2 separate regions of the Pan troglodytes genome follow, and region 1 is linked to region 2. Evidence: chromatin contacts called from public Hi-C data. All regions are on one chromosome and are shown on one strand. The core of a region is the stretch at or near the end of the contact, and the rest is flanking DNA. Distances in the headings are between cores, read along the strand shown. Region 1 holds the start of LENG8 (leukocyte receptor cluster member 8). Region 2 holds the start of RPS9 (ribosomal protein S9).

Evidence for each region. Hi-C and Micro-C count contacts between places; a contact is called where the count stands out from the background.
Region 1: a contact with region 2 is called in a Hi-C map of stem cell-derived neural progenitor cells, with 2.2 times the contacts expected there. The contact joins the promoter of LENG8 here to the promoter of RPS9 in region 2.

The regions. Positions count from the first base shown.
Region 1 is chr20:57,277,661-57,285,252 of NHGRI_mPanTro3-v2.0_pri, reverse strand. LENG8 (leukocyte receptor cluster member 8) reads right to left here and starts at 5,754. Exons shown (of 16, transcript XM_054673503.2): 1 at 5,616-5,754; 2 at 3,534-3,626; 3 at 2,650-2,824; 4 at 2,163-2,264; 5 at 1,195-1,305; 6 at 169-421. The coding sequence starts at 3,571. LOC129138085 (a long non-coding RNA gene) reads left to right here and starts at 5,873. Exons shown (of 3, transcript XR_010153973.1): 1 at 5,873-6,757.
Region 2 is chr20:57,018,581-57,026,209 of NHGRI_mPanTro3-v2.0_pri, reverse strand. RPS9 (ribosomal protein S9) reads right to left here and starts at 6,352. Exons shown (of 5, transcript XM_016946984.3): 1 at 5,771-6,352; 2 at 5,384-5,505; 3 at 5,056-5,178; 4 at 361-547. The coding sequence starts at 5,480.

The DNA.
Region 1 (7,592 bases), core at 4,505-7,004, 260 kb before region 2:
TTCTAGAGGAGGGCTCCAGCACACATGTGCCTGGTCCAAAGCAGCCCCACCCCCAGCCTGGCGATCATAACACCCAGAAACAAGGAGCAGCACACACCACGGGCCTCACACCCAGGAGCTCTGTGAGGGCCCAACCGCTCGGACCTCCACGTAGCTCTGCCAACTTACGCTTCATGCGGTTCCACAGCTGTTGGCCCTTCTTGGGCTTGGCAGGTTCAGTGTAGGTGTGTGGCCCATAGGCCTGGCCCGTGGCGGGCCCCGCCTGGCTGTGCTGTGTGGCTGGAGCTGTCCCAGGCTGAGGGCCACTGTTCAGCGTGTGAGCCCCATGTGGGGGATTTGAGGGCTGAGGGGGCTGAGCCGACGGCAGCTGCTGAGGGGGAGCCTGGTAGGACATGCTCTCATCCATGCCGGGGACTGGGGGCTGCAGAAGGAAGCAGGCGCTGAGCACGGGAGGCAGATTCTGGGGCTGGCGAGTGGCACTCAGCCCTCGCTGTGAGGACGCGGTGGTCACAGCACTCAGCACTCAACCCTCCCGTGACCTTCCCAAATGTGAGTTCATTCGAGTCCTCAGTAACTCTGTGAGGTTAACATTTGTTAACAGCCCTTTTCACAGCTGACAAGGCTCCAGCTCAGAGACTAAGCAACTTCCCAGGGCCCTAAGCTATGAAGCGGCAGCTGGCAGCGTTTCAATGCTGGAGTAACAGCCACCGACAACACACCCACTCCAGCGCTACCATCTGAGCACAAGACACACATGAGCACACACACTCATGGAGCCCGAGGATGAGGCTACCATCCTTCCCGCTTTCGAGAGCTGACTGAGATGCGTAATTACACCAGGGGTGGGACAGCTGGGATTCAAACCCAGGTCTACCTGCCTCCTGTGCACCAGCCCGGCCATTCCTCCAAGCTGCACCTTCAATGCAAAACCCAGCCCGTGTGTGCACGCCTATGGGTGACCATGCTAGGGAAAAAGATGAGCTGTCTTTCAACATCTCAGCCCTGGCCTTGGCTCAGCCTTAAACCCACCCCAGGTTCAAACACTATGCTCTGTCCTCCTCATTTTCAGATCAGGAGTTGCTTGGAAGGAAAAAAGCAGCTTAAGGAGTACAAGCCATTCCTCATTGACAGCTCATTCAAAAATCTACACTTCCTCTGCTTGAGCAGGGTATGGGAGCTGGGCTAGGATGTTACCTGGTTCAGAGTCCCTTGGTGTTGGGGTGCGGATGGCTGCTGGGGTGTGGCTGAGCCATAGGAGCCGGCCATCCCATACTGGGAAGGGGAACCATAGCTCTGGTACATGCTCTGCAAAGGCGCAGGGAGGGAGGGTTTAGTGGGAGGCCTACCCTTTCCGCTTCCCCAGCCTGCTCAGGAACTACACCAGCCATGACCCTCTACCAATCCCTCACCCCTTTCTCTCTCCACTATATTAATGCACCACATCCTCTCATATATTAGGAAAACAAAAACCTCTATCAATCCCACATCTCACTTAGCTAGTTCTCGGAAGAATATAAGCAACAATACTGAGTGCCAACTCTTCTAAGCACTACGACAGAACAAAAGGAAAACCCATGCTGTAATGAAGCTTGTGCTGGAATTACATGCCCGGCTGGAGACATCAATATGTAATACATCCAGCAATAAGGATCATGAAACAATAAGATGGCAAAGAAAGGGAGAGGGACAGGCTGCGAGGCAGGAATGCTACTTTCAATCAGTGTGTCAGGTAGAGGCTCTCTGAAGGCGGAATCTGAGCAGAGACCTCCAAGAGGCGGCAACACAGGGAGCACTGCAGCCAGGGCAAAGCAAGAGCGGGCCTGGCGGGTGCGGGCATCAAGGAGGTCTCTGCTTCGATGGCCATGGCAGAATGAGCGTGAGGAGAGAAGGGACCAGAACCGGGTATGTAGGACCTTGTGGCTCATGGCGGGGACCTAGGAATTTACCTCCTGGGCAAGTTAGAGGGTTTCTGAGCAGTTATCACTGCGATCTCCAGTCCATCCACCACCCGGCCCCATCCCGCAGACTCCACTTCACCTCGCTCTGCCCCAGCCCGTCCCGTCCCAGCAGACTCCACCTCGCCCCACCCTTCCCCGCCCCGCCCCGCCCCGCCCCGCCCCGCCCCGCCCCGCCCCGCCCCGCCCCGCCGGCTGGGGACTCACCATGGGATAGTAGTAGCTGTAGGGGTAGGCATAGTTGTACTGCTGGTACCACTGGTAGTACTGCTGCTGCTGCAAAGCTGAGGCTTCTGCCTGGGACACGTACTGTGGAAACAGAGAGGCACATGTGCCATCAGCAGCCCAAATCCACAGGCACACAGCCCCCAAAGGGCAAGCCTGTTTACTGGTGGCCAATTGCCAAGGGATGAAACTGGGTCCATGTATCTGCAAAGTGAGCCACTGTCTCTACCATGAGACTCACGCACGTTAGAGACCAGGGGCATGGGCATGGCCTCCCTCTTCAGAACCACATCACGCCCTAATTTCCTCAAGGAAACAGAACTTTTTCCCGTTCAGATTTAGATACCCTGGAACGTCTTTTTATGTTTCCCCTCAGAGCACCCCATCTGAATGATACAAGAGGACGCCAGACTGTGTCCCTCCCACAACCTCTAGCTCAGGGTACCCCAGCCCCACAAGGCCTTCTCACCTGTGCACTGGCCACAGGCCCATTGCTGCTGGACTTGGCAGAGCTGCCACCAGCTCCTGACTTGCTGATGCTGGCCAGGGCCTGGCGGGCCTTCTCCCACTCCGGGTTCTCGTGCATTGGCGTCTCCATGCCATTCTCTCGGCCTGCCCCAGCCACCATGCTGTACTGAGAAGACCTGCAGAGAGAGAGGACATCAAGTCACACCTGTTCTCCCCACTGTACACAGGTGGGCAAGTTGGGAGCAAATTCCAGCCCCTGGATCCCATATCTAACTGTTACTACCAATCTAAGCCTAAGTTTTCTGATCTGTACTATACTGACAAAGGGTTTCTGCTTCAGAGTCTGCTGGGAGGGATAAATGAGATCACCCACTTAAGGTACTTATCCCAGAGCCTGGCACACAGCAGTTGTTAAAACCAAACAAACAAAACAATTAACAGAACCCACAGAACTGAACACAAGCCCTGGCACCTCCTAGGGCTATGTCTTTCATGAATCAATGAATTCTGTCTGACATCACCCCAGTCGGCAGGTTATCACACTATTTTGAGAAAAAGTAAGGAATCAGCAGAAAAACAAATAAATGACTGTGTATTGAGTGTTGGGAAGCTGCCTCCTAATTACACTTGCTTGAATGAATCATCACAATTCTGCAAAGCAAGCGCTGTACTGTGAAAAACGAAAGCTCAGAGAGGTGAAGGCTTGCCCCTCTCCACACCACAACCAAATGCTTCCCTCTGTGTTTGCCTCACCACCACCCCCACCCACAGGGATTGTGGCATCACTTCCCCTAAGGCCACGGGAGGTCCCACCCCAGAGGACAGCACTGGGTCTTGCTTCCTCTTTCCCTCCCGACTGGCCTCCATCCCTCTCGCCTCACTAACCAATCTGTGCTACGTTGATCACCCACGTTGGCCGCCATCTGGACCTTGGGGTATAAGGGGTGGACCTCGGGAGCCAGACTGCTTTTTCACTGTCTATGAGAAAAAGAATGAGTTAGGGAGACTTAAGGGGGAGCTAAAAACACGTCACAAAGTGGGGAAGAAAAGTAGATGGACTCAAGAGAAGCCAGGCAGAAAAGGGGAGGCTGGCTGAGAAGCCACTGGGGTCAAGGATCTGAAGAGTTCTGGGTGTGGACTAGAAAGGCTGGAGTGAGGGGAAGCCCCTGGCCCCTTTGTAGAGCTCCAGGTGGAAAACGAAGGATTTGGAAACAGGGAAGCCAGAGCAGACTTCCCAAAGGGAAGGAGAAGGGTCTGAAACCCATGTGAGCAAAGAGAGGGTGTGATGAAAGGTCCAGAGGGTAGGGGTGCCTCCAACAAGGGGAAAAGGTCTAAAAAAAATTCTAGGGGCCAGGCGCGGTGGCTCACGCCTGGAATCCCAGCACTTTGAGAGGCCAAGGCGGGCAGGTCACCTGAGGTCGGGAGTTCGAGACCAGCCTAACCAACATGGAATAACCACGTCTCTACTAAAAATACAAAATTAGCCGGGCATGGTGGCATATGCCTGTAATCCCAGCTACTAGGGAGGCCGAGGCAGGAGAATCGCTTGAACACGGGAGGCGGACGGCGGTGAGCTGAGACTGCGCCTTTGCTCTCCAGCCTGGGCAACAAGAGCAAAACTCTGTCTCAAAAAAAAAAAAAAAAAAAAAAAAAAAGCTAGGGAATACGGGTTGTGAAAGGAACCTGAACCAAGAGGATGGATGCTATAATGAGAAGAGTCTGAGGGAACCCTTAAGGCTGAGAGGGTGGAAAGGTTTCCGAGAACTCTGTGAAAAGGGAGGCCTTTCAGGGAGCATCAAGGGGGCTGCAAGAATATTGGAGAAAAGAAGAAAATTTTGAGAGGAAAAGGGGATTTTCCGGAAGTTAAACCTGGAAGCAAGTGGTCGTTGAGCGTTCCTGAGAATGCCAACGTGAACCCCAACGTGAAGAAATGGGTTCTTAGCACTGACAGACTGATTTCAAAAAGGTCTCCGAAGGGCAGTAAAGAGACCTACGTGGGAGTCCTCAGTGGGACTACCCCTGCCTGCTTCCACGGGAGGTTCCCGGAAGCAGGGGTAGGGCTGGGAGAGAAGAGGGATCACCTTGGTTGGGTGTCTGGACATAAAGCTTTGGGAATGCCAAAGACGACCCAAAACATGTTCAACGAATTAAGAGTGGGGTACAGAGAGAACTGGAAGAAAAGTGGAGTGTCTCCGGAGCAAGGATTCAGGAGCCTAAACTCCCGAGAGGGAGTAGCTGATAAGTAGGATAATTAAACCCGCAGGAGAACCGGAATTCTCACGAGTTGACGGGATAGGAACGGGAGTCTGGAGCTGGGGAAAAGCCCTAGAAACGCAAAGGCTTAACTTAAACAGGACACAGGGCGTGGGTGGAGACGAGGGATCGTGGCGGGGACACAGGAAGAGGAGCCCCAGGGCAGAAGGGAGATCAGAGGTAAGGTCAGGAGTTGGGGGCTGGACAGAGGACTCCCGGACGGGTCTCAAGAACAGAGACAGGCATCAGACGCAAGGCCTGAGGTCCCGGGAGCACCTGGCCGTCCCGCAGGCTGGGCGAAGGCAAAGGAGGACGCCGGGTGGAGGAGGCCGCCCGGATCCCCACGACTAGCCACGGAGCCACTGCCCAGGCCGCGACTGCGCACCACGCCCCAGAAAGACGCGCAGGAGCCGCCCGTCGCCCGGGGCAACACCCGGTCAACGGCGAGTGAGGGGCGCCCCGGGGCCCCGAGAACTCCAAGGGAGAGGAACGGAAAGTAGAAGACGACGGCGCACGCGCGCTAGTGCCCGAACGCGCGGCCCCAGGCCCGGTGCGCAGGCGCAGTGGCTGCCCCTGCGCCGCCACACCCTGTCGACGCTCGCGCGCGGCGTCTGCTGCTGCGACGGCCGAGAAGGCCTCGGGGCTCGCGGGGCACAAGACCAAAAGGAGATGCTATCCCCGCCCGCCTGCTCGCCCGCCGCTCCCCTTACCAACCAGGACCCTTCGCTGCAGGGACACGCCAACAACCACCCAGGCGATCAGCAACACGGCCACGACACCGCTGTGCCACCCGGCTGGCTCTGGTCTTCTTTGGCTTCGACGTCCTGACCGCGGCGTCCTGACGTCACGCGGTGGCCTTGCACCGCCTCCCTCGGCCCTGAACAGCCAATGAACGCCACGAGCTACGCTTGAGCCCGCCCTCCTGCCCACGCACTTACGCAAGAACATTTTAAGGCAGACCGGAAGTCTGCGTGGGGACGGTGGCCCCGAGGGGACAAGCGTGGCCGCATTAGCTCTTTCTGCCTCCCACGCAGCCTTATTTTTTTTATTGTTGTTTTCTTGTTGCTGTTGTTGTTGTTCTCGGAGACGAAGTCTTGCTTTTGCTCTGTCGTCGCTCACGATAGAGTACAGTGGCGTGATCTCTGCTCACTGCAACCTCCGCCTCCTGGGTTCAAACAATTCTGCCTCAGCCTCCGGAGTAGCTGGGATTACAGGCGCGCGCCACTATGCCCGGCTAATTTTTGTGTTTTTAGTAAAGACGGGGTTTCACCATGTCGGCCAGGCTGTTCTCGAACTCCTGACCTCGTGATCCCTCCGTCTCGGCTTCCCAAAGTGCTGGGATTACGGGCGTGAGCCACCGTGCCCGGCCGCAGCCTTGTTTTGACTGAGTCAGTGGGAGCCATTACTGTTCCTAAATGTAAACTGGCGCGACAGGAGTTCCGAGATTGTCCACAGCACGGTGATGTGGAAGCCCTGGGGAGAGAATGATAAAGAAAGGGGATGAGGAACAGCTCCACCCGGAAGAGCGGGCTTCCCTAGCAAATGAATCTGGAAGGGCGCAGTGGAGGGGGCACGGCGAGTTCAGATGGACCGAGGCTGGAAGCTGACGCGGTTGGAGGGGGATGGGTGTAGCTGTTGGCAGTGGCGCTGGGGTGGAAGTGTGTGGGGTCACAGATGTGTAAGGGTGGGCGCGGAGCAGACCCCCGAAGGTCCCTGAGGTCAGGCTGAGGCATTGGACCAAATCCGTACATAGGCATTTCTCTGAACTGCGCGCCACCTTTTGAGTGCCATCTGTTTCCGTCCAGGACTCTGATACAACTATCCAGTCCGCTGCAGGGACCGGTCACTGTGTCACAGTAAGTGGTGGGATTTAAGAGGCAGTTTTCCTCCTCATGTTCTACCATTATGAACTTCTAGCTTGAAAAATACATACCATTTTCATAACTACGTATTATTTTGTTAGTGCTAGCATAGTAGATCTTTTTCCGTTATTTTACTCTGTGGGGGGGGGGTTGTTTTGTTTTGTTTTTGTTTCTGTTTTCTTTTTGGTACTAAGCTTTTTGTTCTGGAATAATTTTGGATTTATTCAAAACGTTGCAAAGACCGGGCGCGCTGGCTCACGCCTGTAATCCCAACACTTTGGGAGGCCGAGATGGGTGGATCACCTGGGGTCAGGAGTTCAAGATCAGCCTGGCCAACATGGTGAAGTCCCGTCTCTACTAAAAATACAGAAATTAGCTGGGCGTGGTGGCGCGTGCACCTGTAATCCCGGCTACTCGGGAGGCTGAGGCAGGAGAATCGCTTGAACCCAGGAGGCCGAGGTTGCAGTGAGCCGAGGTTACGCCATTGCACTCCAGCCTGGGCAACAAGAGTGAAACTCTTGTCTCAAAAAGAAAAAAAAGTTGGAAAGATCATACGCAGTCCAGCATGTTTTATGCCCAGTTTCTTCTGATGCTGTCATCACAAGCACCAACAAAAGTGGTTTGTTGTAGATACTGACATGATGCATTACTGTAACTAAAACCCAGACTTTACTGGGATTTCACCGCCTCTTCCTCCAATGTTTTCTTTACATGCCAGAGTACAAGCCAGGACCCACGTTCCATTTAGCTTCCTTTTACCTGTTGTATTTAGGGTGGGTTTCTTGTAGATAGCATGTAGTTGGATCTTGCTTTTTTTTGCCCAAGCGAA
Region 2 (7,629 bases), core at 5,103-7,602:
AATCAACTTCACAAGCGAGCCAGGAGACAGCTGAACCCACCACCCAAGCGAGGTGAGGCTGGTTCTCTCCCTCCACTGGGGACACCAAGAGCTGTTACCTGTCCAGCTGCCCACATGCCTGGCAGAGGCCTTCACAAGGTGTACGGCTAGAGCCGCAGTGACCCTTGCGCTGGGCTATTGGGGCATGAGGCTGCCCCAGCTCCCTGGTGAGCTGTGTGCAAGGGTGAATCTGTACCCTCTGGGTGAATTCACACCCATCACCTCCGAGGGCTGCATAGGAGATAGGGACAGCAGGCTTAGTGAGGGCAACCATCAGAGGGGCAGGTGGAGGAAGATTCAGGTGCCCATCCGAGGTGGTACCTGATATGGCGCTGGCGGATCAGCACGCGAGCGTGGTGGATGGACTTGGCCAAGCCCAGCTTGAAGACCTGGGTCTGCAGGCGTCTCTCTAAGAAATCCTCTATCTTCAGGCCCAGGATGTAATCCAGCTTCATCTTGCCCTCATCCAGCACCCCAATGCGGACCAGCCGCCGCAGCAGGGCATTGCCTGGGAAGAGTGGGAGGAAACACTGATTCAGCCTTCTGACCTCAGGCTTCTTGGGTTCAAATCCTGGCTCCACCTCTTGGTAGCTCCATGCCGCGGTGGTGAGGCACAAGTAGTACAGCAACAGCCAACATGTAGCCCAGCCAACATGGCGAAAGCCCGTCTCCACTAAGATTACGAAAAATTAGCCAGGCCGTTGGCGCACTGCCTGTAATCCCAGCTATTCAGGAGGCTGAGGAAGGAAAACTGCTTGAACCCAGGAGGCGGAGGTTGCAGTGACCTGAGATGGGGCCACTGCACTCCAGCCTGGGCGACAGAGTGAGGCCCTGTCACAAAACGAAACAATACAAAAAACCAAACTACCCTATGGCTGTCATCTGAGAGCATAACATCCCTCGCTCCACATTCTTAGCAAGAGTAAAGGAAATCATCTCCTTACAAGGACTCAGTCTGCAAAAGACCAAATGCAGCTACTATTAAGCTACTACCACCGTAACAAAGCACAGTGCTGAAGAGTTCATATCCTCAGCCCAGAAAGCTCTTCTGATTAACCAGATGTGAGACTGAATCACATTCCGTGCCATAAATAGCAGTATCTACACCTTTTAAGGAGAGAAAAGTAATTTCTAACACTAGAGTTTTTCCAGCTAAGTACATGTCATTCATTTTACTATTCTGTACGAAATTTTCCACCAAAAATATATCTAGTATGTATATAACCTAAGAATGCACTGCATAAAATATCCAACAGATGCCAGCTACTACACCTTTCTTCCAACCCCAGGCTCAGGATGGCTTGCTCCTTACCCTGTCTAAAGCCATGGCTTCTAGCTAATACTCTGGACTGCCCTTGCCCACAGCCCCAGGGCCCTGGGGGCAAACGCCATCCCCTAGGCTCCCGCTCACTGCTATAATCCCACACGCGTTCAGCAAATCAACTGCCCCTTGACTGGGGTAAACACCTCAACCTTTTTTCCTTATGTGCACTTTTATAAAAAGTGGCTCTTACTAGTTACAGCAAACCATTCATGCAAGCTTTCATAAATAGATCCATATGCATCAGGCACTTCTGATATTCCTGGCACTGTTACCCTCCAAGCAAAGTTTGAAAGAAAGCTAGCTCACTTTGTGAGGACCCAAAGTTTTCCCAGTAGGGAGCAGTTACAGGTAGAGGGAATCAAAATGGAAACACCAGCTGTGTGCATTTCCAGCATCCTATGTCATACTATGGCTTCAATTTTTGTTCTTTTTTAACACTCAACCTCAGAGGATATTTAAACACCTGAATATCAAAATACAAAAACACGTCCAAAAGGTGATGAAAATGAGTCTGGGATCATTTACCTCTTTGGACACTTCACGCCTTTTTGTCTTTACATTAGAAAATGGAAACTTAAGCCACGCACAGTCCCTTATGCCTGGCCTATAAACCCAATAATTTGGGAGGCTGAGGCAGGAGGATCAGTTGAGTCCAGAAGTTTGAAACTAGCCTCGGCAACATAGTGAGACCGCATTTGTACCAAAACAAACAAAAAAGTAAAACTAAATTAGCCGGGCATGGTGGTACATGGTGGATTGTGGTCCCAGCTACTAGAGCTGAGGAGGATCACTTAAGCACAGGAGGTCCAGGCTGCAGTGAGCCACGACCATGCCACTGTGCTCCAGCCCGGGAGACAAAGTGAGATCGTCACCATTAGGCAAAACAAAGGCATGATTTTAAAAAAATGTTTCACATTTATTATCATTTTTGAGACAGAGTTTCGCTCTTGTTGCCCAGGCTGGAGTGCAATGGCGTGATCTCGGCTCACTGCAAACTCCGCCTCCCGGGATTCTCCTGCCTCAGCCTGGGATTACAGGTATGCACCACCACGCCCCGCTAATTTTGTATTTTTTCAGTAGAGACTAGGGGGTTTCTCCACTTTGGTCAGGCTAGTCTCAAACTCCCGACCTCAGGTGATCCGCCTGCCTTGGCCTCTCAAAGTGCTGGGATTACAGGCATGAGCCACTGCACTCAGGCCCACATTTATTAAACCATCTATCTCCTGAAAAAGAACAGGAGAGTCAGCCACAGGCAAAACCTTTAAGTATGAAGACAATAGTTTTCAACAGCACAATAAACCTTACACCTTCAACAAAAGCATGTCCTACTGCTGAGGCTCCGCTGGGCCAATGCACCAAGAGAATTTAAAATGCTTTAAAAATGCAAACCAGGGAGGACCTCAGTGGGAAACAGGTCCTTGTCATCATACAAGGCAGTCAGGTATTACAATGCCTTCATTTCTTATCTGAAAAATGGACATGACTCCTACATTTCTTCACAGTTGTGCTGGGGGGGGGGGGGAGTTCGTGTTGTTTTGTGTCTCGCTGTCACCCAGTGCAGTGTCGCGGATCTTGGCTCACTGCAATCTCCGTCTCCCAAGTTCAATCAATTCTCCTGCCTCAGCCTCCCGAGTAGCTGGGATTATAGGCACACCACCATGCTCGGCTAATTTTTGTATTTTTCGTAGAGATGGAATTTCACCACATTGGCCAGGCTGGTCTCGAACTCCTGACCTCAAGTGATCCGACCACCTCGGTCTCCCAAAGTGCTGGGATTACAGGCATGAGCCACCACGCCTGGCCTCTATCTGTTGATTATTAACTGCCAGCCAAATGTTGGCGGCTGTTCAGTCTTAACAGACGAGACTCAGAATCTCGCTAGTCACACATCTTAGTGGGAAAGGCTGGATCTGAATCAAGGCAGGATTACACCAAAGAGCAAACATCCAAGCTCCTCCTTCCTGTCCCTGACTAGGCTAGATGGCTTCATTTACTAGAAAGCGTACTCACCTGAACAACTGTGTACCCCTTGGGAATTTTCACTTCTGCCTTGGAAAACCACAAATAACCCTCAGACACCTGCACCGCTTTCTCACATGACTGTAAGTTTCATTGCAATTAGGATCTATGTCCAGAAAGTCCTCCCTAAAACCAGAACCAGCTGTAGCCCACTCCCCACAGAACCCTGGGATGAATTCCCACCCAGCATCAGTATCTATGGGGGAGGGATCTCCAGCACTTTCATGAGATTGCCAACGGGGTCTACAAATTGACGAAAAGAATGAAAGGGTCAGGTGCGGTGGCTTACACCTGTAACCCCAGCACTATGGAAAGCTGAGGTGGAAGGATCACTTGAGGTTAGGAGTTGGAAACCATCCTGGGCAACACTGCAAGATCCTGTGCCTATTTAAAGAAAAAGCTTCTAACATCTGCAAGCCTGGGACAAACTGTGACAATCTGTGGCTAAACATGCTCCAGGACTTTCTCAACGCCTAACATGGATGACCACTCTCATGCCTAACAGTCAGGGCTCAGGTGTAGAGACTGCTTTTCACCATAAATCATGACTACCCAAACTCAGGCAAAAGCAGCGTCTCAGGATATACTAATGCCAATCTTGGTCATGCCAATCTGCTGTAGAAAGCACTCCAATAACACCGCATCTCAGAGTAGATTTTAAAACAAGATGGTTAAGATGGTACACTTTCAAGTTAATGTATATTTCACCACAATTAGTAAAGTAAGCCTAAGTCTACGTGATCTGCATGCCCTCCTAAAGTCATCACCTGAAATGCTGTTCCCTGAGACATTTTACAGATTCTCTCCTGTTCAGGCCTTTGCTAAATACCACCTAAATGTCCTTGACCAGCTTAATAAAACAAGCACCAGCCTGGACAACATGGTGAAAACCCATCTCCACTAATAATAGAAAATTAGCCAGGCTTGGTGGCCCATGCCTGTGATTCCAGCTACTTAGGAGGCTAAGACAGGAGAATCGCTTGAACTCTGGAGGCGGAGTTTGCAGTGAGCCAAGATTGCGACAACTACACTCCAGCATGGGCAATAGAGCGAGACTCCGTCTCAAAAGTAAAATTAGCCAGGTGTGGTGGCATGCGCCTGTCTGTAGTCCCAGCTACTTGGGAGGCTAAGATAGGAGAATTGTTTGAACCCAGGAGGCGGGGGTTGCAGTAAGCCGAAATTGCGCCACGGCACTCCAGCCTGGGCGACAGAGCAAGACTCCGTCTCAAAAAACTAAATAAAACGAGAAAACTTAATTAAAAAAACAACAAACCAAGCAAATGTGCAAACCCTGTTATCACCATCACTTAGCCCAGAAATTCCACTTCATAGTCTACTCTCATCCACTAGCAAACAGGCCACATAAACAGAATTGTTTTGAGACATCATATAAAGATATAGACGGGTGCCCAGGTGTGCCAGGCCTATCTTTATCTCTGGTCATTACTAAACTGAAGGTCCAGTAACTGGGCAAAAAAGCCACACACCTAAGAAACAGGGCAAAGACTGATCCAGATACACTTTTCCTACTCCACAAGTGCCACTAAAAGTTAAAAGGCTGGCTCCATTTATCCAATGACACAACTCTCATCACTGGAACAGAGGCAACAGAAGGGAGAATGAACCTCACAAGCCCTGCACCCCATCCCTCTGCTGTGGACTCCCATACGCACCTTCGAACAGACGCCGTGGGTCCTTCTCATCAAGCGTCAGCAGTTCCCGAGCGGCCTTGCGGATCTTGGCCAGGGTAAATTTGACCCTCCAGACCTCACGTTTGTTCCGGAGCCCATACTCGCCTGGTGGGGAGAAGGGGGTGGACAAGTGTAGTCCCACGTACTGGCACAACAACTAGACTGGCAGCTTTGGATTCACAAAACCTTCCTAAACCACGAATAGTACCAAATTTAGGGGACGGACTAGATAGAGTACATGGGCGCCTTCATCCACGTGCTAACCGCCTCCCGGAAGCCGAACCACTTCCCGGAAGCCTTGGCCACTCACCGATCAGCTTCAGCTCTTGGTCGAGACGAGATTTCTCGAAGGGTCTCCGCGGGGTCACATAAGTTTTGCGACAAACCCAGCTCCGGGCCACTGGCATGTTGGCTCCGCTTCCCCGTCTGCGCCTGCGCGGGAGAGAAGCGTAAGGGCTCCAGACGGCGCCTGCGCAGTCCCACAACTACGCCAAAACCTCGCAGAGCCCAGATCCGATCTCGCGAGAATAACCTCCAACGCTCTCATAGTCAGTATCTGCCCCCACAACCGTGCTGCACTCCCGTTCAACCACCCTGCTCTGTTTCCTAACGTCTTTAGCTTACTCATGGAAACTCGGAAGGCCCGGGCCACCATCCAACCCAAACCCTAGAGAAAAAGCACACCACCGCACCTCACCTGAGCAAACCAGCCGGTCACTGAGAAAGAGGCGCGCAAGCGCCACGGCTGCGCTCTTATAGTAACGCCGGCGTCTCGTGACGTTATCACGCACCACGCACGTCAGAGCCAATCAGAAGAGGCGTTGGCTGGCTGAGAAGCAGTGGAGACGTGAGGCTGGGCTAGAGCGGCGTGCTAACCTGGGAGGACTAGGTTTTTTCCGGCCAGGGAGTGGAAACCTGAGAAGTAGGGAGAACCTTCCTTCTCCGCCCCTGGACGGTGGTTTTTCTTTTTCTTTCTGAGACAGGGTCTCGCTCTGTCGCCCAGGCTGGAGTGCAGTGGTGTGATTTCGGCTCACTGCGGCCCCGACCAACCTCTCGGGCTCGAGCGATCCTCCCACCTCCTCCCCAGTAGCTGGGATTACATGCACACGCCACGACGCCCGGGTAGCTTTTTTTTTTTTTTTTTTAACAGTCGGCGTCTTGCCATGTTGCCCAGGCTGGTCTTGAACTCCTGGCCTCGAGAGAGCCTCCCGCCGTGGCCCCCCCAAAGTGCTGGGATTACAGGCGTGAGCCACCGCGCCCAGCCGAGATTATTTCTGTCACTAACAATAATGTGGCATTCTGGAACGCTATGTGCCACATACTGTTCTAAGAATTTTAAATGTATTTACTCAATCTTCAATACATACTTACAGAGCACTCTCAGAGCAGTTGCCCCCCCCCCCCATGGTACTATTATTATCAATAGCCACTTAAGGGGTATTAGTATTATTATCAGTAATTTATTTTATTTTTGAGACGGAGTTTTTCGCTCTTGTCACCCAGGCTGGAGTGCAGTGGTGCGATCTCGGCTCACTGCAACCTCCGCTTCCCGGGTTCAATCGATTCTCGTGCCTCAGCCTCCCGAGAAGCTGGGACTACAGGCGCCCACCACCATGCCCGGCTAATTTTTATATTTTTAGTAGAGACGGGGTTTTGAACTCCTGGTCTCCAACGCCTGACCTCAAGTGATCCACCCGCCTCAGCCTCCCAAAGTGCTAGGATTACAGGTGTGAGCCACCGCGCGTGACCTAGAGTTCTCTTTTTATATATAGTCTGGTTATTGTCTGTCTGTACACCCATCTCTCCACTCCGAATGCGATGGTCTGTCTCCACAGCTCGTGTTCTTCAGTTGTCTTCCCTACGCTGCTGCCTCGGCAGTCACTATCTCCTCAGGAAGCAGTCCCACCCGCCCCTTTCTCTTCCACGGCATCCACACCATCCGGATGCCTGGATTCAAATGCCACGTCACCACTTGCCAGCTGCAGTGCCTTCGACAAGTTTCTCAATCACTCTGTGCCTCAGCGTCCTCCTCTGTAAAACGGCGAATGATGGTAGTGCCTACCTCATAAGCTTGTGAGGATTAAGTGAGAGTCTATCCAGTGTTGAGGAGAGTGTCTGGCATAAATAAAGCGCCTAGTGGTAGCTACCATCGTCATTATTGTCATCTGCATTGTACTTCCATATCTTACAAACTACCTTGTTCAGTTTTATGGGTTTTTTGTTTGTTTGTTTTGTTGTTTTGAGACGGGGTTTTGCCATATTGCCCAGGCTGGTCTTGAACTCCTGGGCTCAAGTGATCCACTCGCCTCAGCCTCCCCAAGTGCTGGGATTACAGGTGTAAGCCACCATGCCTGGCCAAATTTTATGCATTTTTGTATCTTGAACACGCGTATATTATTCATCTGGAAGGGGGAAACGTGGAAGGAAAAAACTTCCATAAGTTTTCACTCCCTTCAGGATGAAGTCCAAGCTCCACAAATTCCGGGTGCCTGGTGATTACAGAGATGGTTTTATAATGGTGGTTGAACCTGTAGGTTCTCAAGTCTTAAAAAAGAT